Regions from separate parts of the Mus musculus genome. Here regions 1 and 3 are each linked to region 2. The links are chromatin contacts, called in public HiChIP or PLAC-seq maps. All regions are on one chromosome and are shown on one strand. Each heading gives the region's core, a stretch centred on a gene start, on an enhancer-like site or on the middle of the called end of the contact. The rest is flanking DNA. Distances are from core to core; before and after follow the strand shown. Region 1 holds the start of Mrps31 (mitochondrial ribosomal protein S31). Region 2 holds the start of Polb (polymerase (DNA directed), beta). Region 3 has its middle 20 kb from the start of Gm39140.

Evidence for each region. HiChIP or PLAC-seq counts read pairs in DNA pulled down with a chosen protein or histone mark.
Region 1: a contact with region 2 is called in a FOXA1 HiChIP or PLAC-seq map of pancreatic cancer cells. The contact joins the promoter of Mrps31 here to the promoter of Polb in region 2. A contact is called at or near these places in 9 of 39 promoter capture datasets (the C10 cell line, the HPC-7 cell line, cranial neural crest and 4 more), 5 of 115 datasets of contacts at active chromatin or transcription factors (the SCID.adh cell line, embryonic stem cells, memory CD8 T cells and 2 more) and 3 of 9 other capture datasets (adipose tissue, liver and pancreatic islet).
Region 3: a contact with region 2 is called in an H3K4me3 HiChIP or PLAC-seq map of embryonic stem cells, with 5 times the contacts expected there. The contact joins the enhancer-like site here to the promoter of Polb in region 2. A contact is called at or near these places in 3 of 39 promoter capture datasets (the C10 cell line, cranial neural crest and maxillary cranial neural crest), 3 of 484 Hi-C or Micro-C datasets (the HL-1 cell line and embryonic stem cells), 6 of 115 datasets of contacts at active chromatin or transcription factors (bone marrow-derived macrophages, embryonic stem cells, neural tube and 2 more) and 3 of 9 other capture datasets (adipose tissue, embryonic stem cells and liver).

The regions. Positions count from the first base shown.
Region 1 is chr8:22,408,278-22,413,215 of GRCm38.p6, forward strand. It overlaps Mrps31 (mitochondrial ribosomal protein S31), which reads left to right and starts at 3,063. Exons shown (of 7, transcript NM_020560.2): 1 at 3,063-3,307. The coding sequence starts at 3,189. It also overlaps the pseudogene Gm6009.
Region 2 is chr8:22,652,002-22,656,561 of GRCm38.p6, forward strand. Polb (polymerase (DNA directed), beta) reads right to left here and starts at 1,436. Exons shown (of 14, transcript NM_011130.2): 1 at 1,313-1,436; 2 at 1,059-1,116. The coding sequence starts at 1,373.
Region 3 is chr8:22,432,737-22,437,639 of GRCm38.p6, forward strand. No RefSeq gene overlaps it. Among named protein-coding and RNA genes, the nearest start is that of Gm39140, 20 kb to the right of the region's middle. Within about 2 kb of position 1,880, at least 148 of the 459 cell types and tissues checked have an H3K27ac peak or open chromatin away from gene starts, as enhancers often do. A contact at or near this core is called in the HL-1 cell line, embryonic stem cells, pro-B cells and 1 more, where this site is marked.

The sequences.
Region 1 (4,938 bases), core at 1,813-4,312, 240 kb before region 2:
TGTGGAGCGCAACACGGAGTTTTATCGCATACCCGCTCACAGCGATGCCAGAGGACACTGAGGACTGGCGCCCCCGGACTTGAACGACTCAGTCTCGTTCTTTCCGGATCCTTGCCCAGATCACTGGGACTGAGCATCTGACAGAATCTGAAAATGACAATACGAAGAAGGCAAAGGAAAGGATACCCGTTCATGTCTTTAGTCCCAAATACACAAAATTCCGTGAAGTTTCAGCACGTGCTCTTAACGTACAGTGACTCTGAGCCCTGCTCCCCCACCTAAGCAGCTAGCACATACCTCTCATTCACGTTTTCTTTCTCCCATCCATAACAAAATCTGTTTTACATTTGACTCGTGAAAACTAGAACAATTGGTGTGCTTTCCTAACAATTTCCGGTTGTGAACACGAGAAGGCTGAAAATGTTGTGTCCTAATTGGTAGCTCACAAATGCAAAGCCAAAGGATGGAAAGGAAATGACCTGGCCCCTTCGATGTATTTACATCTATTCTCACTGCTTCAGTCATGGTCGTGGTACAGGAAGGTTTTTTGGTTTTTTTTGTTTTTTGTTTTACTTATTTATTATTATATGTAAGTACACTGTAGCTGGCTTCAGATGCACCAGAAAAGGTCAGGGTGGTTGTGAGCCACCATGTGGTTGCTGGGATTTGAACTCAGGACCTTTGGAAGAGCAGTCAGTGCTCTTACCCACTGAGCCATCTCGCCAGCCCAGAAGTCTTTTTGTAAGGTTGATTGGTTGAAGCAGAGGTGGATGAACAAATAATGTCCCTGTCTAATTAGGGAAGTGAGCCCCTTATGTTATCACAGTTCCTAAGTTTACTTTCAGGTTCATCATTAAGGAATGTTCAAAGTTGATTGTAAATTCTCCCATAGAACAAACATGAGGAGGCAGATTCAGCAGAGACTAGTAGAGCTCACTGTAGACGTAGGTGTCTTCAAAAGCTGGCACTGTTTAGGTGGCTACAACAACAAAACAAAACAAAACAAAACGAGATATTTTACCCTTGCTTGCAGTGGGGGAAACAGTATTCTTTTACTTTAGTTAATTTTAAAGATCCTTTTATCTACTAAAGGAAATACACACACACACACACACACACACACACACACACATATATATGGTAGTGGGTGTTTTCACGGAATACATAACTTTTTAGGTGTTGAAAGAAAGATGAAATTTCAAGACCTGTAAGTCATATAAAGTACTCAGAAATTGCTGGTTGTTTGTGAGCCTAGAGGCTGCCTGGGGCTGAGAAAAAAGAAAAAACTAACCCGGGTATGCCCCGTAGTTAAAATATTCCTGGGAACAGCTTAACCTTAAAGATAAAGAGGAATGTGAGGACATAACAGGGCTATCTGAACTGAGTCAACAACTCACAGAACTCTGACACCCTGCACGTACATGTAATTTTTCTGCTGATGTTTGAATAAGCCAATAGTGTGTTGCTATGCTGAATTCCACACCCCTAAGCCCCTTACCCCATAAAAACCCCTAGCTTCTGAACCTCATGGCCGACATCCATTATCTCCTGTGTAGGCTGCATGTTGGTCCGGAGCTCCGTCATTAAACTACCTCATGTAACTACATCAGGGTGGTCTATTCATGATTCTTTGGGTGCCCGCTGAATCTGGAATTGAGTGGGGGTTTCCCCACTAGGTTCTATCAGTGTCAACACTAAGACATGTAGAAGATAGCTTTGATGCATCTTTATGTTGGAGGAAAATGGCATAAAATAAGTTTTAATTTAATGTTTCTGATATTGGAGGAATATACTTGGAGTTATAAACTACTGTGTGTTGTTGCTCCTGTTCTTACAAAGATATATTTGGCCAGTACAGAGAAATGCAATATATTTGATTATAAATGCCTTCTGCCTTGTAATTAATATAGTATATTATATATTAGATCTAACCTCAGTGATAAATGCATTTTGAAGCTTGAAAAGAGTTGTAATAAAATTGTCTGTACCGTTGCAAAAAAAAAAAAAAATCCCTGAGAAAATAACACTAGCTGGTCTGAATTCAATGGGTCCATGCAGGTACTCAGTTTCCATTCAGAGATTCATCAGGTGAACCGGATCTGTCTTGGATCCCCATATCGTGGCGCTATAATTGTCCATGTTAAAAACAAACAAACAGAAACCCTGGTACTCTTATCCTAAATGGAATGAGAGATATTTTATTCTGGAGCCATTTTGAGAGACTGTGGCTCAGATACACAGATCTTGATTAACCCAAGTTCCCACATTCAAACATGGAAGTAGTTTCATTAAATTTTTATAGTTTTACAGAACAAGGTAAATTATAAATCAAGGTTAAAGTACATCGGTGGGTATATCAGAGGAGTAGATACAGCAAGTTGGGGAAGCTTTTCTAATAGGTCTATAGGCCTAAGATTCAAAGGGTTAGTTCCAACAGAGGTGGCAAGGACTGGTTGTCCGGGTTGGGGAGGTGCTAGAACCAGCCCAAAATAAGATAATTAAATTAATTTCTAGACCTGCAACATTCCAATCTCTCTAAAGTACTACGGTTCTAATCAGCCGATCAGTCTCTGCAGTCACAACTTCTTTCCAGGAGTTCTCATCCACAGTCCCCATAAAAGAAGGCTCCAGCAACAACCACGATCCCTTAGCAATTTCCCTCATGTGCATCCATCAATATTGACAGCAAGTCCATCTTTAATTTGCACTATCGCTTGACTCAAATTATCTTGCTTATTTTGCAAATCCGTGGGATTGTTTCCTTTTAATTCATCGGAAAAGAGGTGAGGAACACCTAGCCCCAGACCTTGACCAGGAGCAACTGTCACAGAGACAACCGCTGCGGACTCGCCCCGTCACTCACGGAAGGGCAGGACAGGGAGTTCTGTTAGTTCTCTACGGCTCCAGTCAGCTCAGTTGTTCATCCTGTTCACTTTCTCCGGTCTGCATCTTTATGGAACCTCGATATCCACTCCATCCAAAAAGGAAGCAGCAGGATCGAGCCAGCCAAAGACCCAGGAACATAATGATTGGTCTCCGTTTCCTACCGGAATCCAAAAGGAGCGGAACAGTGCAGGCTGGAAAACATCTCGGAGGACATTTTTGGCAGAGGGACGAACCAGTTCAGCTGTGCACTTCTTGGCGCTTGTGCTTCCGGCTGTGCTCTGGTTTGAGTTTGTATTTACACGATGCTCCACAGAATCCCGGCATTTCTACGCCCTCGCCCTTTCTCGGGCCTCCCTTTGTCCTGTGGAAACCGGGACGTCTCGGTGGCTGTGCTACCCGCGGCTCAGTCCGGAGCTGTGAGGTAAGGTGGCCCAGAGCTATTGGCCGCGCCGGGCTTCCAGGGCTCGCTTGCCCTCTACTTGCCTTGCAGCGACATTTTTTTCCAGCCCCCGGGGTTGGATACTGTAAGCGTAGGCTCTTGGAAGCGGTTGTTCGAAGTGTGGGTAGAAAGAAATCGTAGAAGGACAAGGCAGCTTGTCCGATGCCGTGATGAGTGTGGCAAACAGCCATAACAACAAGTCTTGTTTCTTGTCCCGCGGTCTTTCTGCTGCAAATCTATCCCTCATCCTGCTTGCTGTTACTTCTCTTTGTACGGACTCGAAAAGAGAGGTCGTTTTCTTTCATCTTCTATGCTTCCCAAGAATTTTTATAGCCTCGTTAATGCTTCCCTCCTTTATTCCCTACTGCATTATTTAAAGTGCGTTTATGTCAGCTACCGATGTTGAGCTCCGAATAAAACAGTCCTACCATTCTGGACAGTAGTATACTTCCATTGAGGAGGTGATTCAAGTAGAGTGAAGATAGCATGGGTAAGCACAGAGTTCATTCTCTCAACAGATAACTAGAGGAGAGCAAATAGAGACATCTCGAAGTTGTAAGAGGTTCATGGTATTCTTTCTGGGCACGCCTGTCCTCAACGCCTATCTCAGTGCTGAAGCAAGATAGCAGTGGAGATGGAAAGGATCAACTCCGTGAAGGAGTCTGCACAAAATAAAGTGAACAGGATGTGACCTATAATGAAGTAACGGAGTGGTCAAAAGGAGTGACTATTTCTGCTGATTGCTCTAGAGAACTGACAGAAGGAGAAAGATGTTTCAGAAAGATTCTAAAATGTCTTAGCATTTTAAACTTGCAAGATGAATTTTTATTGTAGGATCCTACACTGCAGGGTGAAAAATGTGAAGTCAGTCTCTGAGGGAAGCCATGTGGTGCTTTTGGTGATGTTGGGGATTTGAATTCAGGGCTTCAAAATTAGTGGAAGCTCATGAGGTATTCTCAAAGAAAAAAAAAGCTCATATGAGCATTTAGGATAATAGTTTTATTACTTTATGCTAGGGAACATTCATGGTTTTCCTGTAATACAGGTTTTGTGTGTGTGTGTGTGTAGTGTCAGAGCACTCTTGAAAGGAAACGTTGTGCTAAATAAAATTAATATGTGTGACTTGTTCTTCTGATTTTCCTATGTCAAGGTACCTTCAACATTAACTTTCAGAAATAATAACTGTTTGAATTGTATCATATTGATATCTCAAGAGTTCTGTGTATTGGTCATGACAGTACTTCCCTTTGTAACTTATTTTTCACTCCGGCATTTTCTTTTCTTTTTTTTTTTTTTTTTTTTTTTTTTTTTTTGGTTTTTCGAGACAGGGTTTCTCTGTGTAGTCCTGGCTGTCCTGGAACGCGCTCTGTAGACCAGGCTGGCCTCGAACTCAGAAATCCGCCTGCCTCTGCTTCCCAAGTGCTGGGATTAAAAGCGTGTGCCACCACGCCCGGCTAACTCTGGCATTTTCATAAGCAAATTATATAGTTTCAGAGTTTGGGAAAATTTTTTTTGCATTAAAGTGTTCCAAGCCTGGGGATGCCAATTGCTAACTTTGACAATTTGATACATATTAATAACACATTATTAATTTACTATACTAATAATAATAC
Region 2 (4,560 bases), core at 186-2,685:
GGCCCAGGGAACACTGTGGAGAGGGAATGGGAAGACTGTGAGAGTCAGAGCATCAGGGAAATGGCGGGAAGGCTGTGTTGCCCAGTAATGTCAGAAGCTATGCTCATAAGGTCTTACTAACATGACTGCCCAGACATGAGCTGAACAAGGAAGAATGTGACAGACACACCACAGTGGTCAGGACCTCAACCCTACACAAAGAACTACAGGAAACAGTCTTTCCTAACACATCAGTTGGTTATCCCTGAAAATATACAAGTAGCATTACACAGTTGGAACAGATTGTATTTATGTATTTAGGAAAATGTGTGTGTGTATGTATGTGTATCGAAATATGTGTGTATATATATGTGCACATATATATATATAATGAAAAAAGGAGGTTATGAATTTGAGAGATCATAGAGGGTTATATATGGAAGTGTTTGGAGAGAGGAAAAGGGGAAATGATGTAATTATAATCCCCCAAATAATCATATAATAATAATAATAATAATAATAATAATAATAATAATTCGACTTCAAATGAGGAAATCCAGGCATGGAACAGACTATAGGAGAACACTAACTGTAAGGCTGTAAGGGCTAGCTTGGGGAAAGCAAGGATAGTTTACTTTTACTGTTAGAAGCTGAGGGGCTTTGGGATGCTTATAGGTTAAGTAGCTGACTGTGGGAAGAGCGGCCAGGAGAAGGTGCCCGCTGAGGTTTGTAGTGATAGGCAGGCAACTGGTTTTCAGGAAGGTGACAGCCCATCCAGAAGGAAAGGCGATTTCCTGAACTACATCTATTTCACAGTTCAGATCTCGTCTACTGTTGTTTATTATGTTTTTTAAACTGTATTTCCAGTCAATTCAAGATTAATGGTGGGAATATATGCATCAGACACCTATTTTCAGTCGGAACTGTACAGTCTCCTGAATTAACCCTATAACGCCCTGCCAAAACCCTGTATAGGTTAAATAAAGTGCCACTCAGCTTTGAACCACTGGGCACCGGCTTTCCATCCCTGCTAAGTGACAGCAAACTAGGATGTCCTGGAACGCCGGCTAACAACGTACCTGTACGCATTGTACTTGTGGATCGCCTGGCTCACGTTCTTCTCAAAGTTTGCGAGTTCTGAAAAGACAACAAAGGGCTCGAGGACACAAGTACACACACCCCCGCGAACGCGGGTCCCGGGATGGAGGTGTGGGCGGGTTCCTCCACCGGCGGCCGCGACGGACGCAGCCGGGGCGCTGCGACCCGCGGGGGGGGGGGTGGGAGAAGCGAGGCCCGGCTGAGCAGAGGAGCCGGAGGGCGGCCCGGGACTCACCCACGAGCATGTCCGTGATGCCGCCGTTGAGGGTCTCCTGCGGCGCCTTGCGTTTGCTCATGGCGCCGGGGACCCACACCTGGGTCTTACCGGTGGAACAATGGCGGCGCCTGACAGGGCGCAGCGCGGTGACGTCACGCGCCAGGCTACGGGGCGGGGCTAGCGGGTGCGGGTGCGGGGAATCTCTGGGCGGAGGGGAGCTAGGAGGTCAGGTTTACCTCCTGGTGAGTTAGCCTGAGAGATCAAATCTGCTCTCCTGGTCTGAGAATAGTCTGATTTAGAGCCCGAGATGCAGACGGAGGTGGACGTTGGCTGCTGTGGACAGTAGCTATGGAACACACGGCCTGTACTGTTTGTGAGGCGTGCCGGCGCGGGTTCTGCTGTCAGAATCCAAGAGCTGCTCTGTGCTTCTGGACACCATGTAAAACATGGAATGAAATATGCCAACCGTCGGCTAAAGACGTGTTCTGGCTTTGTTTGTTCGTTTGTTTGTTTCGGTATCCATGCCTCTTGTGGGAGAAGCTAAAGCTAGGAAAAGACCCCAAGAAAGAAGTGTCTGACTTAACTAAACAGCAATGGAACACTCATATTCTATATGTGATCCCCTTACAATGTCCTTGAATTGAAATATAGCGCTTGTGCCATTTATAAGTGTTCCTCATGGGGGTCCATATTAACTGCAAACACAGCAATTCGTTTGGGCATAAATTGTTATTAAGATACACACTAGTGTGGGTGAATCTGAAAAGAGTATAGAAGGAAAAAGGGAAGTCAATGACGGGCTTGTCATCCAACTTAGGTATTATTATTTGGGGACATACACTTTTACATTTCTACTCCACTCTTATCTTCTAAAATTTCTATTCTTGTTTCTGTTTTGTTCTGAGATAGGGTATCTATGTAGCCCAGGTTGTCCTAGAACTATGAAGAGCAGGCTGGCCTCAGACTCATAGAAATCCTCCTGCCTCAGCCTCCTGGATGCTAGGGATAGGTATGCAACACCAGGTCCAGCAATGCATTGTTGTTGTTTTAGGTGAGTGAGTTATTTTTATTAGCAAGGACAGGGCACTGCTTTCGCTACTGGATGTACAGTAGTGATAAGTCAAGTCCTGTGCGCATGTCCTTGGCAGGGGGTAATAAAGTGGCCTAAGAGCAAGTCAAGAATGAGTGATTCACTGTGAGAGGACATGCTCAGCAGGAATGGGGCCTCAGCTCCACCACAACACTGCACGGATAAACAAGGCAAGGAAATGGGGCAGCCCTCAGGAGGGGCGAGATGAGCTCTATTTAGACAGAACAGTTGGAAAACACCTCTCAGAAGGTCCCTGTGCACGGAGACATAATGAAGAGGAAGAGGGCTTGGGGGACAACTGGAGTGATCCCTGTAGAAGCAGCAAGGTCCACCCCCAAAGCTGCCACTAAAAAGTTCTGCACCATTTGGAACAAGTTCACTAGGTTGGAGATCAGAGGACTTCGGTGTGGACTGTGGTAAAGCTAGAAAAGCGAATAGCATTCGCTCTCCATTAGCATTAGCTCTCCCTCCACCTTCCGTCCTTTTCCTGCATTAAGTCCTGATTACTTTGTATCACTCTTTCTTGTTCTCCTTTCTAAATGTTACTCTATACCTAAGTGTCTATTTGTATACACTAACTCTCTATGGGCTAGAATACACCTGTATATTTGTATACACCAATGCTCTGTGGGCTAGAATACACATGAAATAGAACATGCAGCTTTTTTTTCTTTTTGAGTGTGTATCCTTACATAATATTATATATTGTATCTTGAAAAGTCTGTGATTTCCTTTTTCTTTGGTGATGAATTATACACACACACACACATACATATATATGTATATATATAACCAGATGTCCACTATTTATTTGTTGATGGATATGTAGGTTTGTTTTATTTCCTTGCTATAGTCAATGAAACAGCAAAGAAAAAAATGGGTGTGCAAATATCTGCAGGTAGGGTGTGGAAGTCTTTGGGTATATGCCCAGAAGTGAATACTGAATCACTCAAAAGTGAGTACTATTTGGATTTTTTTTTTGACGAGTCTCTGAACTGATTTCCACAATGGTTGTTCATTAGTTTGCACCTCCACTAGCAGTGAATAAGGGTTCCTCTTTCCCACATTCTCGCCAACATTTGTCATAAGATTCCTTGATGATTGCTGTTGTGACTGGGGTGAGGTGGGTATATCAAAGTAGTTTTAATGTGCATGTTCCTGATGACTAGGGATATTGGACATTTCTTGAGATATGTATTGGTTTTGTTTTTTTTTTTTAAACTGTTTCTTCAGTTCAAAAGACGTGTTCATTGGCAGCTTGATCTCCTTGGTATTCAATTTCTGTACTTCTTTGTAAATCCTGCATACTAGCCCCTTGTCTGAAGTCTAGCTGGTTTAAGGATTTTCTCCCTTATTTAGGCTGTTGGCTTTTGCTGATAGTTTCTCTTCCCGTGTCAAAACATTTTAACTTCATGTAGCCCCATCTGTTGATGCCCGAGACTAGTTCCTGGGCATTAACTCTGTTCAGAAGGTTTTTACCCACCCCAGTGTCATAGAGAGTATTTCCTATATTTTCATCCAGAAGTTCCAGTGTTTCAAGTTTTAAATTAAGGTCTTCATCCATCTTGAATTCTTCTCTGTACAAGATCAGATATAAGTACCTAATTTTGTTCTTCTGAGTGGAAATCGTGTTGAACAGGCTCTTACTGTTTTGACTGCATGTCTGTGATTAAGAAACAAAAATCAGGCCAGTGCCTGATTTAACAACTTTAATCCCAGTACTTGGGAGGCAGGGACATAAAAAAAACAAACCAAAAACAAAAGCAAAAACTGCTACTATTGTGGTTGAAGGAGGTGAGGGCCCATCCTAAACTAGCATCCAGATTTGGAGGTATCATGCATGTGGTAGTGATTTTGGAAACAAAAAAGATGTAAGACTGAGTGCACCACAGATTGTTTCTCCGTAGTTTCAGAAAGCTACCGAGGTCGGGCAATGTGTAGCACAGCTAGAGTCTCTGCAGGGCCATTGCATAAAGTTGTAAAGGACAAGTCTGGGTTGTTTTGGAGACTCAGAGATGTTAAAATTCCAGAGCCATGAGATGCTTGCTAAGAAGAGCAAAACATACGTGGAGCAGAACCAACCCAAGTGAGTAATGTCTATTCCAGGAAGGAAAGCTGGAGAGGCCAAGCCATCTCAGCCTTAGAGATTCGTGCCCCAGACGACAGACAGAGCCAA
Region 3 (4,903 bases), core at 630-3,129, 220 kb before region 2:
GCCACCAATATCTGTCTAGACAGCAAACCTGCTTGCTAAAGGCAAAACTAACTGTCTTAATTAGAAGCCTTTCCATTTCAGGCTCACACTACCTGCTGTGTCCCAGGATGGCCACTTGGCCACTGGGCTGCCACTTGATCACCTGGGCACACCTTTTCAACACACATACCTTGCCCTAGCTCTGGAACATGGTGGCCCCAGCATACCTGTTTGCACACTTGCCACATCCCAGAGCCACTAAATGGTGTCCTGGACACACTAGTCTGAAGGCCATTTTTGTCCCTGGGGTGCAATGTGGTAGGCTGGGCATGGCTGTCTGCACCCGTACCCTGCTAAGGCAGTGTAGCCTCGTGTTTACAGGAACTCTGTGTCCCAGCATTCTGACATGTCTATTCGCACACACGCTATTTCCCAGAGCTGCCACATGGTGGCGCTGTTCCACCACCTACACATGGCAGAGTAGGCTTGCTTGTTCACAAATCCACCGTGTCCCAGCACTACCTTTGGTGGCTAGGACATTTGGTGCCTGTTCTGAGCTTGGTTAACTGAGGGGCGTTGGTGGTGGGGTTATGATAACAGACGTGCCTTATCCAAGCACCACCTCATGGTGGCCTGGGCACATCTATTCATTTGCTTACCATGCCCTAGTGCCACCATGTGGTGGCTTCAGCAAGCCTGCTTACACACTTGCCAGGTCACACCACCATTATGTCATCTCCTGGGCATGACAGTTAAATGCCCAGGGGTATCAGATGCTTGCTGTGTCCCAGGGCCACTACATGGCAGCCTGGACATGCCTGTTCACATATGTACCATATCCCAACACCACCACAATGCAGGCTGGTTTCACCTGTGTGCATGCAACTGTGTTCAAGCACTGCCAAGCAGTGGCTTGGGTGTGCCTGCTTGTATGCATGCCGTGTCCCAGCCATGACACATAGCTGCCAGGGCACACCAGTTTGCATGATTTCTGTGTCCTAGTACCAGCATGTGACTGCCTGAGAATACCTACCGATTCACACACCTACTATGTCCCGGGGCTGCCAAGTTATGGTTTGTGCACACTTCTTTGCCTGCTTACCATGTTCCAGGACCTCCATGTGGCAGACTTGGCACACCTTTTCACATGGCTGCTTGGACATGGTAGTTCATATGTATATCATGTTCCAGCACTGCCTGGGCATGCCAGTTCATATGTATGTCATGTTTCAGCACTGCCTGGGCATGCCAGTTCATATGTATGTTATGTTCCAGCACTGCCTGGGCATGCCAGTTCATATGTATGTTATGTTCCAGCACTGCCTGAGCATGCCAGTTCATATGTATGTCATGTTCCAGCACTGCCTGGGCATGCCAGTTCATATGTATGTCATGTTCCAGCACTGCCTGGACATGCCCGTTCACATGCCTGCTATGTTCCAGTGCCAACACATGAGCCCATGCTCACCTGTCTGCACATATATTGTGTCCCAGAGCCTCAAATCACTAGCCAGATCATACCTGCTAGCACACCTACTATGTCTTAGCCTTGCCAGCCAGCAGCCAGGACACATCTGCACCATATCCCAGCACCATTGTGGAGTGGCTTGGACACATGCATTTGCACACCTACCATATGCCAGTGCTGCCAAGTGGTGGCCAGGCATGCCTATTCTCACCTGCCACATCTCTAGGCAGCTGTAGGGTATATACATTCTGTGTCTCTACGCCATTGCGTGACATCCTGAGCTCTCCTGTTCACACACATACCATGTCCCCCGCATTGCTACCTAGTGGTCTGGGCGGCTGCCACATGGTGGCCTATCACATCCCAGGGCTGCCATGTGGCAGACTTGTCAGAGACATTTACTAAATGCCTGCCATGTCCCAGATTTGCCACTTGGTGGAGTATTGCCTGTTTGCCTGCAAACCTGTCCCAGCACCAACACTTAGGAGCCTGGGCATGCCTTTATTTGTCTGGGAACATTGGTTCACACCTGCTGCCGTGCCTGCTATGTTCCAGTGCTACTGCCTCCTAGCCTGAGCACACCTGTTGGCACACTTGCCAAGTCCGACCACCACCACACGACAGCCTGGGCATGCCTGTTTGCATGCTCACCATGTCTGAGCAATGGTACATGTCTGAACATGTCCACATGCTTGCCGTGTCCCAGGACCTCCAAGTGGTGGCCCGGCCACATAGTTCACAGTTCTGCTGTGACCCAGAGCCACCATGTGGTAGCATGATCTCTCCTAGTCTCACATGTATGGTGTCCCAGCAGTGCCCATGGCAACCTGGTTCAACCTCTTTGGACTCAGTCCCTGTCCCACTGACACCAGGAGGCAAGCTTGGTCATGCCTGTTTGCATGCCTTCCATTTCCCAGAGCTGCTATGTGGTAACCTGGGCATGCCTATTCACATGTATTCTATGTCCCAACACCACCCCATGGAGTCCTAGGCCTAGGTATGGTGGAGTTTGTGAAAGAGAGGGAGACTGGACCTGGTGTGGGCTTTTTTTTTTTTTTTTTTGAACCTCAAAGCCCCCAGCCCCAAGGACACACCTCCTCCAACAAGGCCACACCTCCTAATGGTTCCCAAAGGTGTTCACTAATTGGGAACCAAATACTCAAATATATGAGCTTATGAAGGCCTTTTCATTTAAATCACCACATCTAACTATAACAGGGATATATATATATATATATATATATATACATATATATATATATATATAGTGTGTTTGTGTGTGTGTGTGTGTGTGTGTGTGTGTGTGTGTGTGTGTGTGTCTATACATATAACCCTAATTACAACAGATCTAGGGAAGATGTGTATGAGAAAAACTACTACACACAGCTTTCCAGTTATGACAGGGATAGGAAATGCATGTGTGTGCACCAGCATATACAGAACTACCTGATAGAAGAAATACAAGTTCGTGACTCTCCACAAAAACACCTGTCTGTAATAGATCATGGGAATACGTGTGTGTGACTCTGCTACTCCTGTTATGTGACAAGATTGTCCCCAGAGAGATACAACACACCCATCTACTCACCCACTGGGAGTAGATTGGGAGCCCATGACAGACCAACGTACAGATACTGTCAACGTCCAACTTGGTAAACTTATGAGTTGTGTTTGGGTTATTTCCAGGGATATAGGTGAGGGGTTACTTGCAGGAGCAGAAGTGACTCAAAGACAGGGACATCACCAAAGCCCACCCTGGCACGGATGGCATCTCACCAACGCTGAGCTGTCTGCATGATTTGGTCATACCTAGGTCTTTATTTATGCTTCATAATCCATTTATACCCCTAAATCAGAGGTATGGGTGTGTGCATAAGGTATGGACGGACACACACACACACACACACACATACACATGCACACACACAGGATGTTGAAACAAGTAGGCACAAAGAGCTAACATCTGACTGTGGCTTTATGTGGTAGTTCAAGTCAATAAGACCAGAAAAACGGCCGGGCAGTGGTGGCACACACCTTTAATCCCAACACTTGAGATGCAGAGGCAGGCAGATTTCTGAGTTCGAGGCCAACCTGATCTACAGAGTGAGTTCCAGGAAAGCCAGGGCTATACAGAGAAACCCTGTCTCGAAAAATGAAAAAAAAAAAAAAAAGACCCCAGAAAAACGAAATGCCCACCTTGCAAGACTCTTGTAAAAGATTAAGTCAAAAGTTCCTCATTCTTTCAATGCCACGGTTTTTTTGCCATGCTCTTCAAATGGGTAAATGACATCAAGAATCAGCCCTGTCTCTTTCATTTGGAGTTCCCTCAGAATCACCACCACAGTCCACAGCAGAGCTATCTTCATTGCCAGCGAAACATACTCTTAGGGATATCATAAGAAACACTGGTGCTCTGCTACACACTGATCAAAGTCTGTCACAAAAAATCGGTGTCACCTTTTCTCCACTTTCCCATAAGTGGATCTATGCAGTTCATAGTCTTGCATCTCTAGAGTATTTCACTTAGCACGATTATTTAAAGATCACCAATGGTCTGCATGTGTTAGTACTTTCTTCGTTCACTACTTTCCATTGCTGCATTGTATCCCATCCTACGGACACACCACAGTTACTTATTCTCTGGCTGATTGGCACTTGGAATATTCCCAGTTTTAAATTATTAAGAATAAAACAAAACAACTCTATACTTGCAGTGTGTGTGTTTGTGTGTGTGATTGTAAAGCATTTTAGATGAAAAATTATCTGGCTTCTCAAGCCAAAGGAGGGAGGAGGGGAGGGAGGAGGGGAGGGAGGAGGGGAGGGAGGAGGGGAGGGAGGAGGGAGGGATCGAGAGAGGCAAGTGAAATATCAAAAGATCAACGTTTGGAGCCAGACAGGAATGGTTTTGAAGCCTGGCTCTGATTATCTGCTTAGTTATCATCTTCCAGGATAAGTGAGCATGTTTTTAATGTGTTCTTTTTTGTTTTTTAAATGAGTATACTACCACATGGGGTAATTGAGAAGATTAAATTCTATGACATCACCAACGTAAAGTGCACCGCTGGCACATAACAAGCGGTCACTCTCCCGACACTGCTTGCTGTAGAGAAGCTTCCAGCCCATGGTGTACTCTGTGGACCAGATGTCTACCAATAATGTCCAATGAGTGTCACTGAGGGCTGCTTGCAAGATAAGGACAATTTAGTTCCTGTGTATCATCTACTTCAAGCCATGTTCTACCAGTGTTTTGGTTATGTTTAATCATGTTCTAAATAACACTTTACAAATTATTGACCTTTCGAAGCTCTCAAATGTTTGAGTTCATCTTTATCTTTGATGGAGATAGTAAGTAATAGAAAAAGAACCTTGAGTCTGAAGACTGATTAACGGTGGAAAGTTGCCATTAGCTGACATCTAGAAGTTTCTATATAAGCAGGCTAAATTAGTTTTGGAAGT